Linked DNA regions of Mus musculus: region 1 is linked to region 2. The links are chromatin contacts, called in public promoter capture Hi-C maps. All regions are on one chromosome and are shown on one strand. The core of a region is the stretch at or near the end of the contact, and the rest is flanking DNA. Distances in the headings are between cores, read along the strand shown. Region 1 holds the start of Cfhr3 (complement factor H-related 3). Region 2 holds the start of Zbtb41 (zinc finger and BTB domain containing 41).

Region 1 (5,527 bases), core at 612-3,111, 240 kb before region 2:
ATGTATTAAATGAAAGATTAGTAATAAAAAGAAAAGAGATAAAAGAAGATGAAAAATGGCTAATAAATTTTTCAAACAAGGATCTTGAACTCTAGTAGTTAGGAAAATGTAAATCAAAACAACTCTTTAGTTTTCACATGTTTCTGTCAGCATTGTGAAGATTAACAACTACCACCAATACCAAAATTACAGCAAAACCCTGACAACAAATGCTGGTGGAAATGGAAACCTCATGAAACTTCTATTATATTGAAAACTGGTGCAGGCATAATGGAAATCAATACAGAGAATCCTCAATATGTCTAAAATAAATCTACCTCATGTCGTAGCAGTACCATGCCTTGATAAATGCCAAATCAGTTGACATCTTGACCCACATATACTTGCTCATCTATGTTCATCGCTGCTCTTTCCACAATAGATGGTGAATGAAAGCCACCTAAATGTTCTTCAAATGATGAGCAGATCATAAACATTCCTGGCATATACAATATGGAATACCATTCAACTATAAAGAAAAGTGAAATCATAAACTTTTAAGGAAAATGGACGAACCAGAAAAGATTGTACGGAGTATGGTAACCCAAACCCATGAAGACAAACTTCACATAATCTTCCTTATTAGAGAGGTCTAGCTTCAAATCTTCACATGCAAGGTTATACACCAAAGCAACTGCAGAAACCAGAAAGGTAACTATATACCATTACCAGAGTAGTAGGGTGGATGAACAACAGAAAGGAGAATAGAGTACAAATTATTTAGCAGAAGGAATAGGAAAAAAAAAAAAAGGAGAGGGTGACATACTTAGGGAAGTAGAAGGAGAAAAACACGAGAGAAAGAATATTGAAATAGTGCATGGGAATGTCATAAGGAATCATATTATTAACTCCTCAATCAGAATAATGTGTGTGTGTGTGTGTGTGTGTGTACACGCACACACATGCAGTTCTATATGTGAAGGCCCATATCTACAACCAAAACCATCTATCAAACAACAATATTAGACAAGAGAAGCACTCTTCTGAGTTGTTGGTCAAGGTTGTCTAATAGAAGTCAAGATACTGATGACTGTTTCTATGGCACTTTGTTGTCCCCAAGAGGTAGATAATTCTAAATTGTGTATTCGATGTAGCCGCCTGCAGCCACACTAACTGGGTTCCTGAATGGGAGGCCGGAGCTGTATAGAAGAAAACGACGAGAGAAATAATGAAGGCCAAGACATTTTTCTGTTCAAGGCCCCAAAGTTTACTAAGAGTCTGTGTTTATAAAGGAGGGAGGACCATTCCCTGCCAATCCAGTCTTGATGTCATCTGTTGCCAGCCTGTTGGTTGCTGTCTCCAGAATATCTCAAGGGCCTCTCAGTAGGTAGCAGTGTCTTGGAGAAGAGCAGTAGCAGGTGACAGAACAATAGAGCCATCTAAGTCTGAAGGTTCCACCCCAGGTGGTCTCATACTCAGTGGCAGCGAGGTCTGAATCAGCCTCCTTCACGGCTGGGGAAGGCTACAATTCCATATCACAGGGTCCAAATGATCCTAAGCTGAATCTGTTCTGAAATTTCCTACCTGACATATACCATTCATTTTATTAGAAGTAGCTATGTAAGCTTACAAAGAAAAAAAAAAAAAAATCACCAACCATCCTAACCAGCTATTGTGCCTATAAGACAAGAGTAACTTATTCTCTCATATTCCTTTCTGCATAACAATTTGACTGACCAAAAAAAATGGCACTAAAAAATGAATGATGTTACATTGCTTCATAAGTGTAAAATAATTAACTTAATATTGTGAAATAGTTGATTGAATATTGTTTATTTTGCCCCTCCCTTTTGAACTTTGATGTTTACCAAACTGGATGCCAGTAATACACTGAAGTTCAATGTCATACACAGCATTTTTAATGACGGGGTTCCCAGAAGGACCACCACATCTGGAGCTTTAAGCTTTAGAACATGGGGTTCTGCAGCATGTTGCTCTTATCCATTATCTTTCTAACTGCATGGCTTTCTACTGCTAAAGGGGAAGGTAAGTGGAAGCAGATTTGAAACATGAAATTTCTAGCCAAATATTTTAACTCCTGTATGTCTATGAGAATATTTTAAATTTATTTTAACTTTGATAAAACAGTATTAATAAAAACTAAATTATGAAATATTTTAGGTAAAAACAAAACATATTGATAGTAAAAATAAATTAAATTTTGGAAATAGTCTCTGATAAGCAATAAGAGAGAAAAATTGACTAAAGGGATTTTCTCAGTTCTCTAATTTGAAAAATGTGAATAGCCTCTAAATTATAATTTGGAGAGAAAAAAGAAATTCATCTTGTAAATGTGTAAATAGTATATATAAGAAGATTAAATTTCAAAATGAAATTTCACCTAAAGAAAAAGTACCTGACAGAGTCTAAATATATCTAGGTCGATGTGGGATTGATTTCATCTCCACAAATTGGATATATTTTAATTTCATAGTCTTTAAAATGAGTAACTTTTCCTATTTCAAACGAATTATATTGCAGATAATGGACATGTCTTTAATGAGATAAGAAAGAATTATGCTATTTTGCAACAGTATTTATTTCCCTGTTTGTTGTTTGCTAATGTTTCCACAAAATGAGGGGTGATTTATGGAATTCCTCAGTCCCCATATTACATTTATTTTAAGATCCACCCTTTCTCATTTTGTATCATTTCAGAGATTTAAGCTCATTTTTATGCTATAAATTTGAATTCACTTTGAATTGTTGTCACAGGCAAGCATTCATTCAATGAGAGAAAAGTCCACCTGTGAAATGACAAAAAAAAAATTGGCTTTCATTTATTTTATACTTTTATAATTTTGATATTTTCACATAATTATATTGCTCTTCTTTTTTCTTCACAACTGTTCCATAGTCCCCTCCTTCTTCTCTGATTCAGGTTTTCTTTTTTCCCAAATTATTATTGCACACATATTTCTATATCTATATACATATATATCTACACCTAAATAACATTCTTCTTCGTCCATTCAATATGATTTGTAAATACTGTATGACTGATACTCTGTACAGTGTGGAGAATAGTAGTCACACTTTTCCTTTTGAATGAGTGAGTTTACAAACTATACAGTAAGAAAAGCAAAAGAACACGTAATGAGAAAGAGATTAGATAAATAGGTGACACAGACAGACTGAACAATGATAGACAGACAAACAGAGAACATTATTTCAGGAATTACGAAGTCCAACACTGATCTTCTAAGGTAGCTACCTTGTGGCATAACTTATCGCAGCTATCTGGGCTTCCCCTTCTGAAAGTCTTCTTGCATGATACTTCTAAGTAATAGAACAGAGAGTAACAGTAGAGATCACATAATCAAACCAGGTGCTCTCAATTTCCAGCAGGAACTGACTAGAAAAGTTGAAACAATAAGCTGAAGTTTCCAGTTGTGTTTCTCACCCTCACCTCCTGTAGATAAATTGGCTGTCTGATATTTCAGTTGTTTTTTTCTACTCTTCCTGAGAGTCCAGATGGAGAACTCAGACTAGAAGCCTGACCCTGCTTCCTCTAGGGGTTATCTGACATCAGTGCTAATGACATTACCTTTCTGTTATTTTTTTCCTTTTTTGTGGAAGCTTCATGCATTGGGACACAGTTCTACCCTTTAAACTTTAGTTGGATGACATAAAATAGTTTGCCTCATTTATTTCTTCAAGTTATTATCAGTAGCCAATTTCATGATATTATTTTGCCTTCCTATCATCTATTTATCTATCTATCCATCTATCTATTTATCTGCCTATCTATACATTTATCTATCACCTATCATCTCTATGATCTTGTGATTGTAAAACAATCTTTATTCTTTTTGTCTCTTTTATGGAAAAGAGATTCCTTTTATTTCCTTTATTATTGGATATTTTATTTATTTATATTTCAAATGTTATCTCCTCCCCAATTTTCCCCCAGAACCTCCCTATCCCATCTACCCTCCTCCTGCTTCTATGGGTGTGTGCCCCCACCCACCTATCAACCTACACTTCCCTGCCTGCCCTTGCATTCAGTTAACCTGAGGCATCAAGCTTCCATAGGACCAAGGACCTTTTATTCCCTTGATGCCCACCAAGGCCATCCTCTGCTACATATATTTCTGAAGCCATGGGTCCCTCCATGAATACCCCCCTTGGTTGGTAGTTTAGACCCTAGAAGCTCTAATTGGTTGATATTGATGTTCTTCTTATGGGGTTGCAAACCCCTTCAGCTTCTTCAGTCCTTTCTCTATGTCATCTATTGGGGGCCCCATGATCAGTTCAATGGTTGGCTGTAAGCATCCATCACTGTATATGTCAGCATACACTTCTTGGCATCCACAATAGTGTCTGTATTTGGTGACTGTATATGGGTTGGATCCCCCAGTGAGGCAGTCTCTGGGTGGCCTTTCCTTCAGTCTCTGTTCCACACTTTGTCTCCTTATTTGCTCCTGTGAGTATTTTCTTCCTCCTTCTAAGAAGGACTGAAGCACCCACACTTTGGTCTTCCTTCTTCTTGAGCTTCATGCGGTCTGTAAATTGTATCTTGTGTATTCAGAGATTTTGAACTAATATCCACTCATCAGTGAATGCATACCACATCTGTTCTTTTGTGAGAAAAGAGATTCTTTTAAGTTGGATTTTTTTTTTCCGGAGCTGAGGACCGAACCCAGGCCCTTGGGCTTGCTAGGCAAGCGCTCTACCACTGAGCTAAATCCCCAACCCCGAGAAAAGAGATTCTTATCTCATACAATATTTCATGATTATGTTTCCTCTTCCTTTATGCCTCCCAGTTGCTCCCTCTGTCCTCTCCCATCTAGATCTATCTGTTTTCTATCAAAAGAGTAGGCTTCTAAAACATAACAAGAAAACAAAAATAAATAAAATATAATACAATAATACATAAACTATTGCATTGAATTTGGAAAAGAGAGAACTATGTGCAGCCTCCCACAAGCCTGAAGCAGGCTGAGCCAGACTTTGACTTTGCTTGCCCCTAAGGAGATTACTACAGGTGGAGCCTGCCTCCCTGGATCACTCTATTGTTCAGCCACTGCTGCTGCTGCTACCTGCTGGGAGTTGCCTAGCTATTCCAGAGACTACAAGTGGTCACCTGCAGCTGGGCTCCAAGGATGATTTGGCGGGAATGGGCTTTTCCCTCTCCTGTATAAAGTGTGTCCTCCATTAAAAATTTGAACCTTGAGCAGACTAGTTGTCTTGTTTCCATTGTTTCTCAACCCGCCTAGATTCCTTCTTCTCTTCCAGTTCCAAGATGCCTCCCAGGCTCAAACCTGGACATGAGACCTGCAGGCCAGCCCCAACAACTATGGAAGGAAATAAATCCAAGAGAATGCACAATAATCAGAAAACCATTCATTCACATACTTCAGAATCCCATATAAACACTAAACTAACACTATAATATATACACAGAGGATGTGGGTCAGAACTATTCAGGGCGTATGTATGCATGATGCTTCAGTCTACAGGAGTTCATATTATATATACACAGAGG
Region 2 (4,997 bases), core at 799-3,298:
AAATTTAAAATAACAAGGTAAACTATGTGCCGAAAATCAGAGCATGTTCCCTTCAGAACTCTTCTTAAACATTCCTTCCAAAGTTTAGTTTGTAGTGATTACCACTGTTGTAGGAGAGGCACAAGGGGTAAGTGACTAGGGCTAGGAAAGGGGTTAGCCTTACCTATCCGGTCAAATGTCTTATCACATTTGGGACACTGCAGGATTTTCTTATTGCTGTTCTGAATGATGACGGGAGCTAACCCTTCATGGATGCTCCCGGCAGAGTCGCCAGCCTCAGGTTCCTCTTCTGCATCATTATCTTTGTCACTCTGCTCCGTGTCAGAGTCTTCATCGGACACTTCCTCCTCCAGCTCTTCGTCTTCGGCATTATATTCACTGCCAGGGTCCTCAGAATCATTTCTATCTGACCTCTCCTTCTCAGAACTTTCTTGATGCAAATTGTCTGACCCATCCCCACTCTCCTGTTCATCGTCGCTGGTATCCTCAAACTTGACAGGGCACTTCCGATTCCTCTTTGACCTCCGGGTAGAAAAACTTCTCTCCAGCATTTTTAACCCATGTTTTTTCCCAAGGAGCAGAGACCTGTGAGTTTTGGCTAAATGATTCTCTAAGGACTTTTTATAGCAGAAATGCCTACTACAAAATTTGCACTGATGACTACTCGACAGTCTTCCAGTTAGCTCATTTAGTGTTTCTTCTGGTGACGACTTTTCAGTCAGTTCGGCCTGAAAGGCAGCAACATTCTCATTATTCAGCAGCTTTACCGCATCGATGATGTCCAAAAATTTTGCAGCCTCTAACACAAGAGGTATTTCGTATTTGTACACAAAAAACTCCGATGTGTAGAGGAACTCAAGCAAATGCTGAAAAACCGAATGCGTTACGTGATCCAGGGTGACAACATCAGTGCTTGGATTTTTGCTCAGACACGCATGAAAATAACTACTGCCGACAGCAACGACCACTTTATGCGCACTAAACTCTTTCCCTTCCACTATGATAAGTAAATCGCAGAAAGACGGTTGCTTCTGCCTATCATCGTTCAAATACTTCAGCAAATTCTTATTATACTGCAAAGAACTCAAAAGCTTTCTCTGATCTGGAGAGGGAGGCAGTTCTTGGCAACGCTGGGCAGCTTCGGGGGTTGGTCTTTCTGGAGCCTGAGTATAGGTCACTTGGCCACACTCCACAGCAGCATTTTCTTCCGAAGAGTCTTTATGATAGCCTAGATGGATCTTCTCGTCAAGATTTGAAGTAACCTTTCTCCTTTTCTTCATTGCAATGCGGCAATTTTTGAACAAGAAACTTCATACGTGACTTAGGCGATTGATGAAACAAAACTAGATTGTCTTGAACAACAGCTTCTGAAGGGGCGTGCCCCACCGTTTCATGGTCTGCAAAAAGAGTGAGAATCAGGTAAGAGCTCCACCGCATAGCCATCTTAAATAACCCAAAGGTGTTGTCAACTAGTCTTTCCTACATTGTAACTAGATTACAAAGTCGACAGTGCATTCACTCCCAGCTAAGATTTTCTTTTTTTTTAGGGCAGGGAACCAGGAGAGCTGGGCTGGGAAAGACAATCCAACAAAAGAATAGTGTGAAGTGAAGGCACAGCACACCTTCCAGGCCTGATTCACGAATAAGGTGGAGAGAACACAACCCAGAGAGCACCATCCCGCCGAGACCGCAAACAAGGCAGACTGGCCGGCCGGGACCGCAGTCCCGATTTGGGTGCTGGGACCTTGACAATAAGGCCAGCGCGGCCACGAAACGCAAGTCTCCATTAGCATGCTTTCCCCGGGCGAGCGCGGCATGGCTCCTGAGCGACAGACCTTCCGAAATCCACTAGGCACGGCGGCCCCAGGAGGGGAGCAGAGTGGGGTCAGCACGGGCGACGACTGCAGGAAGCCGAGTCTTCCCAGGCCGGGGTTGGCGGGGACCCGCGCTCGCCCGTGACCCTTCCCTCCCAGGCTGCCCGGGGCAAGCGTCCCACAGGCCCATTACCGGGAAGCCCGGGCTCCCGCGCCGGCTCGGGGCCGCCCAGCTCCGATCCCCGCGCGCTCGCGCCCGCGCCCACCCACTTCCGGGTCCGGCCCCCCACCTCAGCCACCTCGGCGGCGCTCCTTCCCCTCGCGGAGTCCCGCCGCCGCCGCCGCTCGCCAGGCAGGCACGTCAGGCCCGCGCAGCCGCCCAGCCGCCGCGAGAAGCCGGGGAGCCCCGGCATCCGCCCGAGCGCATGCGCGCGCCTCCAGCCCTGCGCATGCTCCGTGAGCTTTCTTTCCTGCCCTGGGTGCCCTACCGAGGTCCCAGGTCCGTTATACCCGCTTTTCGTGGCCACTTAAGGGCCCTCGTTAACTGAACCAGAAAAACTTGGCTGCGGGAGGGGAAGATAGCTGTGATGAGGGGTTAGGGGGAATTGGCGCCACGACAACTGGTGTGTTTCCAGTGTGTCACCAAACAGCGACCTCCTCCGGAAACCTGCCAGTTTCCAGTCCACAGTGGCAAACACCCAAAGTGCTGGCTGGAAGTAGTTGTATGGCTTTCCGACTTACATGTGCGTAAAATGTAAGCACACCTAAAATTGTGGGGTTTGTTTTTATTACCTTGCTATGAACAGAAGATGTGCATGTAAGATGTGAAGCTGAGAAAAGGACAACCAAACCTCTACGGGACTTAGAGCCTCAGAGCCCCTGCCTAACGTGTTGCATCTCCGACAGAATGCCCAGTGGCCCGATATTGCCCGTCTGGCGATGAAGGTTCTAGAGTTTGTTTGTACAAACCTAAGGAAAAAAACTGATACAAAGGCCGTGACCAAAAAGAAATCAATACACACACCTTCCCTTTTACCTGTAACTCCACTCTCTTCATAACTCTGAATCTGAAAAGGTTACCCTCTCATTAGCAAATACGAGCAAGTGCATACCCAGGAGGAGGAGAAGTTGAGGGAGCGTGTGGGGGACTTTTGGGATGGCATTGGAAATGTAAATGAAATAAATACCTAATTAAAAAAGAAGAAGAATGTACACCCAGAATAGTATAAGGAAAGCTAATGAAAATGATAAAATACTCAGAGCTATAGATTATAAAGTAGAAAATGTTTGAAAAGACAAGCCCATAGATATTAATTTTGTGTGTGTGTGGGGGGGGGTGCAGTGTTATCATCCATCGTCTGGCTCCTACCACCAAGTCTTTCCAGCTGTTGTCATGTGTCAGTGTTCTAAGTTACATGGGACAATCAAAGAAATGGGGTCACTTCCGGGCGAAATATGGCATTGCAGGCAGCAAAGAGGAACGGCCTCAATGAGCTGAACCTCGGACAGCTGTTCAAATGCTGTTTGGGGAGGGGGATAAAGCAAGCCCCTCATACAAAGGCCTGTGGTCTAAGCTAGATGTTTCATGAAGGAGAACACCACACCACTGCAACTTTAGCCTTCACTGTGTACTGTTTGTAGTACTCAATAATGTAAGACATTCCAGGTCTGCCAGGGCAGTCTTGTGACCAAAGTCGGGCAAAGGATGGAAAGCTCCTTCAGGAAAAAAAAAAAAAAAAGACTCTATAGAAAAAAAAATCACCATTTCTACAATGATTTCTTCAAGGTCAAGGTACTTCTAAAAACCATCTATTCATTCTGGTGTTTCCCCTAGGTCCAGTGAAAAAACAGCAATTTTCATTCAAATGTTTACCTTAGATATAATGATTCTACCAAACACACCACAGTCATGTTGGTCCAACAAAGATGAACTCAATCTCTTTGGAACTATAATAAATCCTCTCTACTACGTTTCATCTGTCAAGCATTCTATCTAAATACCAGAAAAGAAACTGATACACCATATAATATGGTTTCTTGTCTATCTCACTCATCAGACAAAAATCATATAGGACAAGTTGTATTAATCTCTTACACTGCTGTATTTTAATAACTAGTAAAATACCCAGAGACTTCATTGTGATACTCAATATCCCAATGAAGACAACAGATGTAGATTACACACTTACATAAATCAACTTGCCCCATATGGAACTGTCAAATAGATGATACAAGGCCTATGCCTGTCAGTGAGGAGCACAACTATTCCTCACCTGTTTGGATACTATCACAGTCCTCTTAGAAGAAATGCCATGCAACACAAACAATGACTGAAGTCCTCATAAATAGCCTTAACCCAATTCAGTATTCTATGTTGCACCAAGAGATAATCGATGTAGTCTTTTCACAACCACTGAAGTGAAGAACAGGGCTGATAACAACCAGGTACAATGGTACTTGCAACTGCCATACAACCCCATTATAATCAGATTAGTTTTAAAAGTGGATTATTAAATTACGACTTAAAAGGCTTAAGTGTATGAAACATCTTGCACCAATGAAAAAGGAAGAGACCTTTTGAAAAATGACCATAACATTGTCAAGTAAAAACCCCAGTGCAAGAGGCAGTATATGAATTGTTAGCCCTAAAAACCATAAAGACTACTTCTATTGTTGCTGCATGCTAGATCTAGATAGTAAGACTCTGCTACTGATGGCGTTACATACTCTGGTTGTCGGACACAAAGAAATAAAACTGAATTTAGCTGCAAGTTCCCTCCTCACTGGATGACACTCATAGTACTGAAAGGTGCAGCTGAGGGAAAATTGTCACAAACAGTCCTGCTCAATGATATTTCAATACTATTTGCTACAGTATTGAAATGCCAGGCAGGATTTGCCTATGCAACAGTGGCACAATTATCGTGGGTACAATCAACTTAAGTCCTGCTCTAAAATACATAGGTTCGTGACTTGTACTGTAAACCAAAACAAAAATTCATGGCTTAGAAGGTCACAGGCCCCAGGGAGAAAACCACAGCTACTGTTTTAAATGAATGTGATATGTATGTCACAGTGCTTTCAAACATTTGTGTTAAGCCCTTAGATCACCATTGCTGTTAGCCTCTACCAGGAAGGGAAGGAAATTTCCTTATGGAGTAGCTGGTATACATTATATCGGTG

What was found. Promoter capture Hi-C pulls out the DNA fragments that hold promoters and counts their contacts.
Region 1: a promoter capture Hi-C map of liver shows a contact between it and region 2, with 2.3 times the contacts expected there. The contact joins the promoter of Cfhr3 here to the promoter of Zbtb41 in region 2. A contact is called at or near these places in 2 of 39 promoter capture datasets (both in liver).

The regions. Positions count from the first base shown.
Region 1 is chr1:139,657,340-139,662,866 of GRCm38.p6, reverse strand. It overlaps Cfhr3 (complement factor H-related 3), which reads left to right and starts at 1,861. Exons shown (of 7, transcript NM_001374101.1): 1 at 1,861-2,025. The coding sequence starts at 1,968.
Region 2 is chr1:139,419,434-139,424,430 of GRCm38.p6, reverse strand. It overlaps Zbtb41 (zinc finger and BTB domain containing 41), which reads right to left and starts at 2,048. Exons shown (of 11, transcript NM_172643.5): 1 at 2,008-2,048; 2 at 164-1,397. The coding sequence starts at 1,280.